Linked DNA regions of Hordeum vulgare: regions 1 and 2 are each linked to region 3. A link is a contact called in public Hi-C data. All regions are on one chromosome and are shown on one strand. The core of a region is the stretch at or near the end of the contact, and the rest is flanking DNA. Distances in the headings are between cores, read along the strand shown.

Region 1 (4,672 bases), core at 895-3,394, 250 kb before region 3:
GGGCACTGCAAGATATTTGCAACCTGTAGAATGCAAATGACACAGATTGTTAGTCTGCTCATATTCTGAGTGCTTTGCAATGGGAAAAAGTTTCACCTTGTCTAGGTTATGCAGCTCATTGTCTTGTATACCATGTAGGAAGTCTGCAAATATCATGAAAATATAAATAACTAAGGCCTGGTTTTGCCAAAAATAATAATCTGAAGAGGTTTTTATCTAGCTAATTCAGGAAAGAAACTACGGGGCTAACCTGTATAAGCCTGATCTTTGAATATTAACAGGCTGCAGTGCATTAGTAGAAGTGACGAAGAAGCAGGACCAGCTTCCTTCGTGCCTTCAACCTTATAGGAACCATTACTCTCCTGCAGCTCATCAGCTTGTATATTCTGGACATTTGTATGTTCGAGCCCTCTGAGCTTTCCATGGGGTGTGAAATCAAGCACAACTGGTGAAGCAAGGGATATGATAGCGACAACAGGAAAATAGGCAGGACCATCTTGGTGTGGCTGAAAGGTGCAGTGTTATTGTACTTCAGTGAAGCGCAAACCAATAAAAGATGTACCAATGAAATGAACAATATGGAGCTGATGATTACTGACCATGATCCCTTGATTAGGATGATACTCATTAATCAGAACATGATTGATAGCTGAAGGAAATAAACCAGTCCACTGGCAGATTCTGTCAGTTATCTTTGTAAGCCATGGAGGTACTGCAATATTAGACAAATGAACATAATTTCAATGATAAAAAACTGATGACTACCTAACTAAGAAAAACTGATGACTGCCTAACTAAGAAAATAAAATGCACAATGTTTGTAATTTTAAGTACTCATCATATTTCTAATTCCTGAGAAAACACTTTTTTTGTCTTTTGTACAACAGGAAGCATGCATAAATACCAGCTAGAAAATTGCATGAAAACATGAGATCGATGCTTATGATGCAATAAACAAAAAACAGTAATGTACACAAAAAGCGCAAGCAATCTGTTGTTGGGGATCACAAAGGAACAATCTGTTGTTGGGGATCACATGCTTGTGCAATGCCCCTACACGAACGATATGTGGCACCGGCTGGCGGCATGGTCGCTGATCGAGCATCTCATCCCGGGAAGCTACTGTTATTTTGCTCTTTGCCCTCATGTACATCCCCTCTTTTTCTTGCCTTCCTTTTCCGTGTTTCCTATCTCTCTAACCTCCCAGAGTTGAGATCTTCCCAGCTCTCTCATTGACAATGAATAGCCCGGTGCAGTTGTTTCTCAGAAATAAAATACAAACATTTATGTTTCACTACTAGAAAAGAGAACATAAGACAATGCATATTGCTTTTGCAATTTATTTAACTGAGCACACAAGATCTATTTACATGTCTCTACCACAAACTCTGATGGAAATTTCGTCATTCGTAAGGATTCTAGAGAGGGCAGCCAAACTATGTTAGCAAGCTTATCGCAGCCAATTTTTTCTAACCGCAACCAAATTATGGAGGAACGAATCCCTGAAGTAGGGGCAGTTGAGCTATGTAAAGCATGCCTGATCATCATGACACAGAATCCACAAAATTGTGCTAAGCACTACAATGTTGATGAACACTCACATGCCTGCGGCAGCAGCCCCTTCTCGTGCACCACTCCTCCTGCACAGCACAGGTCGACCAAATCAACACTTTCCCAGAGCCGAGAGAAGAAAAGAAAAGGATATCGCAAATTTCCAAGCAGGGATTCAGGCAGGGGCTGCAGCCGGCGACACGCACCCCAGTTCTGGAGCCGCCGGTTCTTCAAAACCTTCCACTTGGGCGCCGGCGCTTGGTATATCTGCAACGGAAGCCGCCGCCAGAGAGAGCCTCAAACCACACGAGCAAGACAGGAGAAATTCGAAACCAAAAGTAGGGGATCGGGCGAGTGGTAGAATAGAGAAAGAAGAGGATTCGTCCGGTACATGGTGGAGGAGCTGGGCCTGCTCGGCCTGGGAGATGAAGTCGGGGACGTATAGCACCGTGGGGATGGAGCCGACGGCGTAGTCCCCGGGGATCCTCAGGCACAGCCCCGGCGACGGCGAGGGGTTCTCCTCCCCCGCCGCTTTCTGGCTCGCCTTTTCCTCCATTGCTGCTTCGGCTGAGGATGCTCGTGCTACTTCCCGGAAAGCATTGGGTTAAGGGCAAGCCTGGTCATACAGGCCGTGCTTTTAAGACCAGCCCGCGGGTATGGCTTTTGGCCCGGCACGGCACGCGAATAAAAAGGGCCGGGGTGGCCTTCGGCCCGCCATGGATAACACACATCCCTGAAGTCAAGCCTTAAGGCCGGCCCGGCACGCATTGCTTTTACATTTTTCTGTATTTTTTTGGTCTAAAAAATATCTGTATTTTTTCTAATTCTTGTTATATTTGTATATATTTTTGGATTTTCTAGATTTTAAATTTTTAGATTTGTATGTATTTCTTTAGTTTACTAGATTCTTATGTATTTTATATTATTATTTTGGATTAGTCTGTACTCCCTCTGTTTTTTTAGTCTGCATATAAGATTTGGTCAAAGTCAAGTGATACAAAGTTTGACCAAATATATATCAAAATATATCAACATCTATAATACTAAACATATATGTTATGAAAATTAATATCATTATGCGTCTAGTAATATTGATTTCATATCATAAATGTTCATATTTTGTTTTATAAATTTAGTCAAAGTTCATGAAGTTTGACTTTGACCAAATCTTATATGCGGATCCCAAAAAAACGAAGGGAGTATTTCAATTATTTTTCTTAATATTTTGTATTTTTACTATAGAATATTAAAACATGGAAGACCCAAAATGTCAAAACGACCCAGAAGGTCGGCCCACGGGTTTGTTGGACCGTGTCGGCCTTTTTACACCGTTTGCTAGGCCGATCCCCGAGTTGAGGCCTTCAGGCCAGCACAACACGATTAGAAAGGGTAGCATGTGTCGTGTCGTGCCAAACCTTTTTTATGTGTGTCGTGCCGTGTCGGGTCATATGTGACGGAGCTAAATCCGACATATCTCAAGGTTGAGATCCCAAGCTAAGCGTCTAGGCAGGAAGATACGAGGGACACAATATTTTACCAATGGTCTCTCCGACGAGATAATACCTTATGTTTTTGCTTGTGTTTAGTATGCTGAAGTAAGAAGAGAGTACATGTAACTGCTCAAAGATGGTAACGTGTCCCCTACGAGCCTAACCCCTTGGTTTACATAGATACCTGGGAAGGGGGGAGGGTTACATTACCATAGTCGGCATGTGCGAGGAAAATGAGTCTTCTACGAATCGAGCTTCTTGTAGTATACATCAATTCTTTTGGATCCTTTCGTCGCGTCATGGGCCGCCCGATGCGGCCCACTCCGAAGCCAAAAGTGGGGGTCATCGGTCCAACCCACCAGGCTAGAAGACGACGTGGTGAGAGGCCTGGGACACCGTCGGTAGCCACTCAACTGATGTTCAAGTCTGAACGCACCTCGGTTTACCCGAGCTATCCTTCGTTTTCGGCTGTCTGTCTTGAAAATTGGTTAGACGAAATCATCTTTTGTAGTCAAGTTCTAATGTTGGGCCGCATCCGAGGCGACCTAAACTACCTCGGCTTCTAACAAGTGTTGGATATAATTGAGTCGAGCTACGCATCGAAAAGGTCCCCCCCCCCCAACTGTGCCTTAGGCGTAAAGTATTCCGGTTATTATAAATGTGCTAATACGCTTGACCGACATGTTATTAGAGCCAATTGTTTTAATGAACTTTGGTACTCTTAGAGCATCCACAAATTGGCCCCTAAAATTGTTGTTGTATGTCCGAGTGGACAACCTAGACAGGGAGAGAAGATAAAAAACAAATGACACACAACCAGTGTCCTTATTTGGTTCTCATATATTCTGATTGTCCATAAACCCAAACCATAAGTGGACAGGAGACGAGGATGTGTGGGTATTCCATCACATCGGATTTGGTCCAGCTCAACCCATCTTTTTTCTCTTTATTTGTTCTTTTTTTCTCTCTTTTCTATCCATCCCTACCAATCACATACGTGTGCCCAGACGATACATGGGATATCGTCAGATAAATAATGGCTCAAAGCGAATTCGTCCGGACGCTACAAACATATAAGGCACCAAACTTTTCCATCTGTGGTTGTAGATGCTCTGACCTCATATAGGTAAGAGGAACCATGTTAAAAGAGTGAATTCCATATTTTACCTTCTAAATATGCATTGGTGATACTAATTATCCTGTTGAGTGGAAATTCGTCTAGAATATCTCCTTTACAAGCTTTGAACTCTCATTTTTTAATGTGTGTCCATTAGACAAGGTGTGAGGTGATGTGTGGGTCTAAATATATCCGAATGACAAGGAGGAATGAAATTAATGCACAACAAAATATGATCGTCAATTGTGCCTTCCGATCATCACACATTTTTATAGAATAAAGCTACATACCGATCCTATCTAATATAAATAAGGAAATTGGAAAATTAGATAAAACCGTCTTAAAAGTCTTCAAAATCTGATATTTCTATAGAAGTCCTCTAAATGGGATAATATGTGTCACACATGCACAACTATAGAGGAAAAAGTTAAATTCATTCAAGAATGGTGTTTTGGAGCTCGGCCTATATGGAGGCCAAATTTTTTGAAATAATCAAAATTCAAAAAACTTAGTT
Region 2 (4,372 bases), core at 635-3,134, 210 kb after region 3:
TGCCACTAAGGGTAAAACTATGGGGTTTATTCATATTGTTTGAGTTTACTTTGTCTACGTCATGTCATCGATCTCCAAGCATTACTCTGTTTGTCATGAACTTAATACGTATAGAGGCAAGCATATAAGCGTTGTTGAAGTGGAGTAATAGTAGTAGGTGCATGCAACAGTTGGCCTATTTGTTTATGTATGTGATGCTTATATACATATGATCATTGTTGTGAACATCGCATAACTATTCGTTTTTTGTCAATTGCATAACAATAATTTATTTACCCACCATATGTTGCTTTCATGAGAGATGCCATTAGAGAACACTATGGCCCCCGGGTCTATTCACTTATATATTCACAAAACTTATATTTTCCTTGTTGTGCTTATTTATCTTTTATTTTATTTTGCAATTTACAATTCTCTATAATTATCCACCCACCTCTTCTACTTGCAAATAACGAGATCAAGGGGATTGGCGACCTTCTTGCCCGCGTTGGATGAAAGTTGTTTGCTCTTTCAACCGATGAAAATGGTTGAGGATTGATATTCCTATTGGTTCGATAAACTTTGGTTTCTTAGCTGAGAAAAATACTTACATGTATTGTGCTGCAATTACCCGCCCCTTTTCATGTAAAACACAACGCAGATCACAAGTATCACACGTCATCGAGCCGCACGTGTGCTGAATGCTGAGATGTCGTATGTTCGGCGCTTGATCGTTATGGATCGCGATTGGATCATGAAGACATACGACTACATCAACCACATTTTTGACGCTTTCGCGTAGCGATCTACAAGGATATGTAGACACACTCTCACTCTCATAACTACGCATCTTTATGGATAGATCTCACGTGTGCGTAGAATTTTTTTTTGATTTCACATATAACGTAGCGATCTACTCTTGGCTTTGTGTGTATTGTGTTAAAGAAATAGCCCAACACGTGACGTGCTTTGTTTACATGAAACTATCAGGATCAAACAATTCGGGGATAGGAGGGCTCGGCACGAGGAAGTCAGCAGCTATACCACCCTAACTTTGTCCGTTTCCATCTGTTTTTCTCTTCCGGTGAATCACTTGGGGACGATCGAAGTCAACAAAGCCAAGAGTCGCCGACCATTCGCCGGGATGTTAGTTTGTGCTCTTCGTACTACTGCTCCTCCAGTACTCCACAGGGTTACAGTAAAAAACTTTGTGCAGTAGTATACTCCAGTAGTGGCTAGAAAATGTTTGTTTGTACCCAGCAGTTTAAGGAGGCGGTAGGCTTGACGGGGAGCATCCCCCGTGAGCCGAGATCGGCGCCGATTCCACGGATCATATGGCGCCCGCCCAATACATTGCATTGCACCCGAGGCCGGCCCCAAGTGGAAGCGCGCGTCAGTCGCCTCCGATTACCAAGCTCGAGCGCTGCGGCGGAACGAACAACGTGTGATGACAGGGCACGTTACGCGTAGTACGTACTCAGCTACATGGGCCAAATTCACTGTTTTGACCCTTTTCGTATAGTTAGGCCGAATGCGATGTCGGTGATTTTTTTCGGATCTGACTCTTTTGGTATCGTCGGACTCTTTAACGATGCAGTATGACAATCTATCACCGAGGTTTGACGGTAGAAAAATGACCAGAGACATCACGATAGGTTGTTATACCCACCGTTAAATGGTACGACGGTAGCAAAAGAGTCGGATCTAAAAAAAATTCTTCACTAAGGTTAGATCCGGCTTAACTATACGGAAGGGTCAACACAATGAATTTTGCCGCTAAGGGTAGCAATTACGAATCATGGCCTATGCAGTGGCAGACCGTGGAATGAAATGAACAGGTCAAGGACTGGTCAACAGCTTGCCGAGTGGGCCATCGATTGTTACTGGACCAGATTCATAGCAAAACTTAAGTGCAAATCCAGGAAAAAGGTCGGGCCGTGGCCCGGTTGGTCCCCTGTACGGTTTGCCCCTGCGCGTGTAGGAGAAAAAGAATGGAAAACCATATTTAACGCTCTTCGAGTCAAATAGTCGGACAAACCCACAGGGGCGAGTTCAACTAGGCCGGCCCATTTTCTCTGCAGGCAGTTTCACTTTTTTTATTTTTTTTGTCCTTTTTCTGTTTCATTTTATCCATTGTTTTTCTTTTTTCGTTTTTCTGTCTATCTTTCATTTTGTTCTTTCTTTTCTATGCTTATTTTCTAAAACTAAGTTCATGTTTGAAAACTGTTTTTGAAATTTAGCAAATATTGCTGTTTTTATAAAAATGTTCTAAATTTAAAACATTTCTGTTTTTAAAAAACATTCATAATTTCAAAAACTATTTGGGATTGTAAAAAAATGTTCCTCCATTTTCAAAAAATGTTCACGACTTTAGAACAATGTTCCACTTTTCAAAAATGTTATTGTGACAGTTCCTGTTTTCATTGCTTTAATTCGTAACAAGTTTTCTTTTTTTTATGTGTTTAATTTTTTTAAATGATCATCTTTCAAAAAAAAATCTCATATTAGAAAACTTTAGGTATTTTTAAAAAGTGTTTTTTTCATAGATTGGTCAGAGTTTTCAAAAAATGGTCTTGCTTTCAATTTTTTATAAAAAAATGCTCCTGTTTTACAAAAAATGTTTCTCTTATATAATTTTTGTTCAGAAATTGTTTTTCTAAGTTTTGTTCACCAATTCAAAAAATGTTCATGATTTGAAAATGCTCGTGAAACTTAAAAAATGTTCTTCATTTTATAAATATGTCTTCTGTTTCAAAAAAATTAATTAAGATCAAAAAACGTTTGTATTTTTCAAAAAGTGTACATAAGTTGAATATTTGTTCCCACTTCAAAATTACATTACAAATTTCAGAAAATGTTCCTTTTTTCATAAATTGGTCACAATTTTCAAAAAATGTTCTTGTTTCCACATTTTTATAAAAACAATTACTGTTATATCAAAAATGTCTCTTTTTTAAAAAGTTGTTCAAAAGTTGAATACTTGTTCCAATTTTGTTCACCAATTCTAAAAAAGTTCATGATTTGAAAATGCTTGGGAATTTTAAAAATTGTTCTTATTTTCTAAAAAATGTTTGCCTTTTCAAAAAGTGTACGAGAGTTCAAAAAATGCCGGTGTTTCAAAAAGTGTATATAAGTTTAAAAAAGATCCCGCTTCAAAAATTGTTTACAAATTTCAAAAAGCGTTTTTTTAATAAATTATTCGATATTTTAAGAAATGTTCTTGTTTTCACACTTTTATAAAAATTGTTCCTGTTTTACGTAAAATGTTTCTCTTTTTTAGAATTTTGTTCGCCAATTGAAAAGGTGTTCAATTTAGTTGTCCAATTGTAAAATGTTCTTCATTTTCTAAAATATATTTACCTTTTAAAAAAATATACGTAAGTTCATAATATGTTCATGTTTCAAAAAGTGTACATAAGTTGAAAAAATGTCCCCGCTTCAAAAATTGTTTACAAAATTTAAAAAATGTTCCTTTTTTCATAGATTTGTCACAATTTTCAAAAAAAGTTCTTGTTTTCACATTTTTATTAAAAATGTTACTGTTATACGAAAAATGTCTCTTTTTTAAATTTGTTCACAAATTGAGAACTTGTTCCAATTTTTTTCACCAATTCTAAAATTGTTCATGATCTGAAAATCTTTGGGAACTTTAAAAATTAATCTTGTTTTTCTAAAAAATGTTTGCCTTTTCAAAAAGTGTACATCAGTTCAAAAAATATCTGTGTTTCAGAAAGTGTACATAAGTTGAAAAAATGTTTCCGTTTCAAAAATTGTTTACATATTACAAAAAATGTTATTTTTTCAGAAATTGTTTGATTTTTTTTTAATGTTCTTGTTTTCAAACTTTTATAAAAAAAATTCTTGTTTTACGTAAAATGTTTCTCTTTTTAAAACGTTTGTTCACCAATTTTAAAGTTGTCCAAATTTTTTCACCAATTCTAAAAATGTTCATGATTTAAAAATGTTCAGGAATTTTATAAAATGTTCTTCATTTTCTAAAACATGTTTACCTTTCCAAAAAATGTATGTAAGTTCAAAAAATGTTCATGCTTCAAAAAGTATACATAAGTTGAAAAAATGTTCCAGCTTCAAATTGTTTTTACAAATATTTCGAAATGTACTTTTTAGAAAAATATTTTATGCTTTAAAATGCTCCTGTTTTCAAATTTGTTGTATTTTTGGAAATTCAAAAAAAAATTATTATTTTTGCCTGTAAATACAACAGCTGATTAAGTTTCAGAAACTCAAAAAAATTCAAAACATAAAACCTTTTAGGAAAAAGAGAAAGGGAGGCACAAAAGAAAATAAAGAATAAGACAAAAAAAGGAAATAAATATATAAAAAGCGAAAAAAACGAGCTGGTTACCTAGGCGAGCCGAGTCGCCTTGCTAGC
Region 3 (4,694 bases), core at 1,068-3,567:
TCCGTCTCTCTTGCTGGATCAAGAAGGCCGAGATCGTCATCGAGCTGTACGTGTGTTGAACGCGGAGTTGCCGTCCGTTCGGCGCTAGATCGGAACGGATCGTGGGACGACGGTTATTTGAATCACGAAGCTATACCACTACATCAACCGCGTTTCTTAACGCTTCCCGCTTAGCGATCTACAGGGATACGTAGATCTAATCTCCTCTCGTAGATGGACATAACCATGATAGGTCTTTGTGTGCATAGGAAATTTTTTGTTTCCCATGCAACGTCCCCCAACAAATGCATACAGCCTTACATGACGACACGAATGCATGCAACCTTACATGGCAGTCCCACACGTCAGCAGCATGCGATGCGAATGCATGCAGCCTTACATGGTGGTCCCACGCGTGAACAACGCTGATGTGAATGCATGCAGCCTCACATGGCGGTCCCACGCGTCAGCAACGGCGATGTGACAATTAAAGGCTTTGACCCGACGACAAGGTCCCGTTTGGCCTCTTGTGAGGCGCCGGCGAGTAGAGGAGGGGGAAAGAGAGCACAATAAGATATAGGTGGGGCAAAACAGAGGAGAACTAAGGAACGAGGGGCATGGAAATAGAATTCTCTTTTTTAAGGTTGACTAGTGTGCGAGACATTGGCTTTGTTGCCGGCATGAACTATGACCGTCTGTCGAACTATGGTCGTTGACATGAGGTTTATTTTGCATGCAGTCGGACAAGATGCGTTCGTACGTTGGGCGTACGGTCTGCGCATCCAAAAAACGGTCGAACGTCACCCCATTATCATAATCAAATAGAAGAATTTTAAACAAAACGGATATCCATTTAAGATCGAGCGTTGGAGTTGGCCGCACATGAGTCTCCAACTAACTTGCTCGCACAGATGGAAGCGAGACAGTGCAAAAGGCTACTCACCGATCTCTGCATGCCAAAGCCGGGGATGTGAGTACGACGTGAACCCGATGCGCACCGGTTGATAAGGAAAGCCATCTCGCCTTGAGAATGGCGTTTTGGCTCTCGGGAACCATGGAGGCCTTTATTTTTTAAAATTTTAAATTTAAATTTTTATGGTTCAAAAAATTCTGAAAAAAAATATGCATGTATGTAAGGATGTAACCGACATGTGTGTAAAATTTCAGGTCAAAATACTTTAAAACGTGATCTGTACAAAAAAGATAAATTCATGGTCTGAAATGATGAATAGTAACATGTGTTAAACAGTCTCAGATTTGTCTTTTTGCACAGCCCTCATTTCAACGTATTTTGTTTTCAAAATTTACACACTTCTGTATTATACCTTTATTTATCTATGTATTTTTTTCAGAATTTTTGAAACATTAAAATACAAATTTTCACTAAATTTCAAGTTTGAATTTAAAGGCCTCCAATGAGCTCGGGAGCCAAAAGCAATATTCGATCTCGCCTTGCCCTATTAAGCCTCTTGACAGGACAACACGAGAGTACCTGAAAATGCTGTTTGGAATCCAAAATTCATCAAAGTTCATGTTTTTACATTTCAAAAAGTATTAAAAAAAATAGACATATACATGGAGGCATAATATACATGTGTGTAAATTTTCACGACGAAATACGTTGAAATGAGAGCTGTGTAAAAAAGACAAATCTACAGCTTTTTGCAGAGATCGCATCCCAAGACATTTCGTCCTGAATTTTTACACACATACACATTTCATCCTTGTATATTTTTATTTTTTCTAGGGTTAGTTTGAAACCGAAATAATTAAATTTAAAATTTTCAAAATAAAGGTTCGCATGAAGGCCGAGCTCTAAGAAGGCCCTACTCGAGAGTACTCTCCTTCTTAATTTATCTTTTTTTAACAGGTAAGAGACTTTATTTTTTAAATAATAGATATGTCGTTTACAAGAGAATGAGAAATAAAATATGGAATCACATATTCCAAAGAACTAGAGGATATATTGATAAAATAATTCCTTGCTAGCTCATTCGCCACTTGATTTACCTCATCATAGCAATGTTTGAGAGAAATGCTTCGGAACTCCAACACTAGAACTTTGCAATCAGCCACGATTGCCACATGAGGATCCAAATAATGTATGTTGTTCAAGCTATTGATCGTAAATAAACAACCTGATTCAACCTCGACTGGATTACATCCGAGCTAGTCGCTAGGACCCTGATCGACAAAGCCGTCCTTCTTAATCTATCCCTGCGTCTCACTTCCCGGTCACCTGCACAGTCATCCCGTTCAACACTGGATGCCGCCCTTCCGATCCCGAATCCAACGGTTGACACTCGACAGGGGCTCGCCCGTGAGGCCCTGACCACGGGTAAGAAAACTGGGTTGGTCTTGGTCCAGTGCATGCACACATGGCCATGGGACGCACGCTGCCAATGTCACACTGCTCACTCTCGGTCTACTACGGTAGCTTTATCTGACACTGCACACTGTCTCCGAGGAGCTCCGTTGTTCAATGCCACTCACCTCCGCTGCTGCCACCACCACCACCACCTCCACATCTCACCTCCGCACACAAACCCTTGTTCTTCCTCGATCCTCGCCGCCGCCGGCGTCTGGTCTTGCTCGGCGTTCGCGCGAGGGGACAGGAGCCGCGATGAAGATCCTCGAGTCGCCCCTCATGGGCGAGTTCATCAGCTACCTCAAGGCCAACTGGGGCGGCAACTCCCGGGTGAGCCAGCGCCGGCGCCGGCTGCGGCAGCTGGTGGCGATGGTGCGGGGGGTGGCGGACGCCGCCGAGGCCCGGGCGGCGGTGCGGGGCAGCTCCCTCCACCGCTGGCTGCAGCTGCTGCGGAAGGAGGCGCTGCGGGGGCAGGAGGTGCTCGACGCCACCACCAACCCCTCCGCCGTCGTCGGCTCGGCCAAGAAGTTCCTCGCCGGCCTCAAGTCCCTCTTCGTCTGCAGCGCGGAGGTCGACCGCCTCACCGACGCCGTCGAAGCGCTCGAGCGCCTAGCCGGCCCGGGAGCCGACCTCGACATCTTCTTGAAGGTGCTCCAGCTCGACGTCGCCATGGACGTCGACGCCGCTCCGGCCCCTGCGCCCTTCTCGGCCGCGCATTGCGTGGGCCAGGGCAGCTACTCCGTCGCCACCGCGCCCGGCGCCAAGAGGAAGCGCGCGGGGAGCTCCGGCGTCGACCAGGCCGGGGACGGCGACGGCGACGCGGACGGGGAGGCCGCGTCCCACTCCCACGGCTGGGGCGCCGTCGGCCGCGCGTACCGGCACAAGCGCCGGGCCCTGGCGTGCAAGCGGCACACCGCCAGCTCCGGGTCTCTGCTGGCGGGGGCAGACCGCTCCGTGGAGGCGGCCATGGCGATGGCCAGGGTGCGCAGCCGCATCGGGACGCCGAGACTCGGGCGGCCCTTCTCCCGGATTTCCTTGGAGTGAAGTCAAGATCGAGCAGCAAGTATGCGATTCCTCGTGCATTTTGCTGCTTCTACAACTGCTGAAGCAGATCAAGTACCACTACTAGTTCGTCTACCTAACAGAGTCGTTCAGTTAGCTTTCTAGTTAGCTGCTCGAGATTAAGTACTGCAGTACTACTACCAGTTCAACGTTTGTAACATGAAATTGATCATGTATCAGTTTCGTTCCTTGTGATCTGCAAGTGCCCCCTCACATTTTACTCAAACTTGACCATGGATTTGACTAGTACTATATGAAATCCAAGTTATTTATAACAAAAAGTATACTGGTAGTACTACATTCGAAATCATCTGCTTCTAACTATAACCTACAAATACATAATTATATCCAGTAGTACAGTTTGTTCATCTAAACTGGGACCAACCTCCCCTCAGAAACTGCTGGGATATCCAGCTTGCTTTGTGCACCTTGTACTGCATCATCATAATCAGGGAAAACTACCGACTGAAGCGAAGGCGCCATCTTGTTAACGTGAAGCCATGTTGCTTCCCACAAACTGCTCTCCCCGCCGGCGCTCGTCCTCGATAAGACCCCGCTCGCTTTCATCACCAGCAGCATGTTCTTGAGTAGCTCTGTGGCAGTCTCTTGCAACCTCTCAGTCCTGCTGCCCCCTCTTACTTTGGCTTTCATGAGCTTCTCTGCCATGTCCAGTACCTCCACCCACAGCTTACTGAAACCGCTGTGCGCCGAAAGATCGTTGAGTGACTGCAAGGATAGTTTGGATAACAGCTTTACAGCATGCAAGAGGGAAGCTTCCATGTTTCTGAAATGCTTTGGCGAGAAATTCTGCGCAATCTCTAACAATTCGTCGAGCAACTGGAAGACAATGTCGAATGACATCAACCAGGCCGAAGATGGAACCGACATTCCATCGACTACTATGCATCTGTGCAACAATACCAGAGCATGATCCCTCACCTCTTCTCTCTGATCTGTACACACCTTTCGCAGCGCCTGCACTAGCCGCAGCCACATCTCAGTGATTCCTTCCAACATCCTTTCGGCGTCTCCACCAGCTTCCTTAACCTCATGTGACCAGTGTGCAAGGCAATTCACTGATTCCGCCATTAGGTTCAAAGCATGGATAGATCTTTCAGCAGACCCAAGCCGAGACTCTGCAAACTGCCTCGAGGCCTCCATGAAGAGGACGAAGTTGGCAGGCGAGATGTGTGCCCCTTCAAACATGATGTAAACCAGGGCTTCGAAACCAGCGTCGGAAGCATCTGGATGATGAGCAGTGACACAGATTAAGGAAATGATAGTT

Evidence for each region. Hi-C and Micro-C count contacts between places; a contact is called where the count stands out from the background.
Region 1: a Hi-C map of seedling shows a contact between it and region 3, with 2.7 times the contacts expected there. The contact joins the promoter of LOC123442835 here to the promoter of LOC123442844 in region 3. A contact is called at or near these places in 2 of 6 Hi-C or Micro-C datasets (leaf and seedling) and 1 of 1 datasets of contacts at active chromatin or transcription factors (embryo).
Region 2: a contact with region 3 is called in a Hi-C map of leaf, with 4 times the contacts expected there. The contact joins the enhancer-like site here to the promoter of LOC123442844 in region 3. A contact is called at or near these places in 3 of 6 Hi-C or Micro-C datasets (leaf and seedling) and 1 of 1 datasets of contacts at active chromatin or transcription factors (embryo).

What each region holds. Positions count from the first base shown.
Region 1 is chr3H:37,184,564-37,189,235 of MorexV3_pseudomolecules_assembly, forward strand. It overlaps LOC123442835 (alpha-ketoglutarate-dependent dioxygenase alkB homolog 6), which reads right to left and starts at 2,145. Exons shown (of 7, transcript XM_045118992.1): 1 at 1,943-2,145; 2 at 1,758-1,818; 3 at 1,602-1,640; 4 at 600-712; 5 at 251-506; 6 at 97-143; 7 at 1-23. The coding sequence starts at 2,107.
Region 2 is chr3H:37,648,382-37,652,753 of MorexV3_pseudomolecules_assembly, forward strand. No RefSeq gene overlaps it. Among protein-coding and RNA genes, the nearest start is that of LOC123439451, 49 kb to the right of the region's middle. Within about 2 kb of position 1,885, at least 2 of the 3 cell types and tissues checked have open chromatin away from gene starts, as enhancers often do. A contact at or near this core is called in leaf, where this site is marked.
Region 3 is chr3H:37,438,107-37,442,800 of MorexV3_pseudomolecules_assembly, forward strand. LOC123442844 reads left to right here and starts at 2,318. Exons shown (of 1, transcript XM_045119005.1): 1 at 2,318-3,604. The coding sequence starts at 2,462. The coding sequence ends at 3,391. It also overlaps the pseudogene LOC123442842.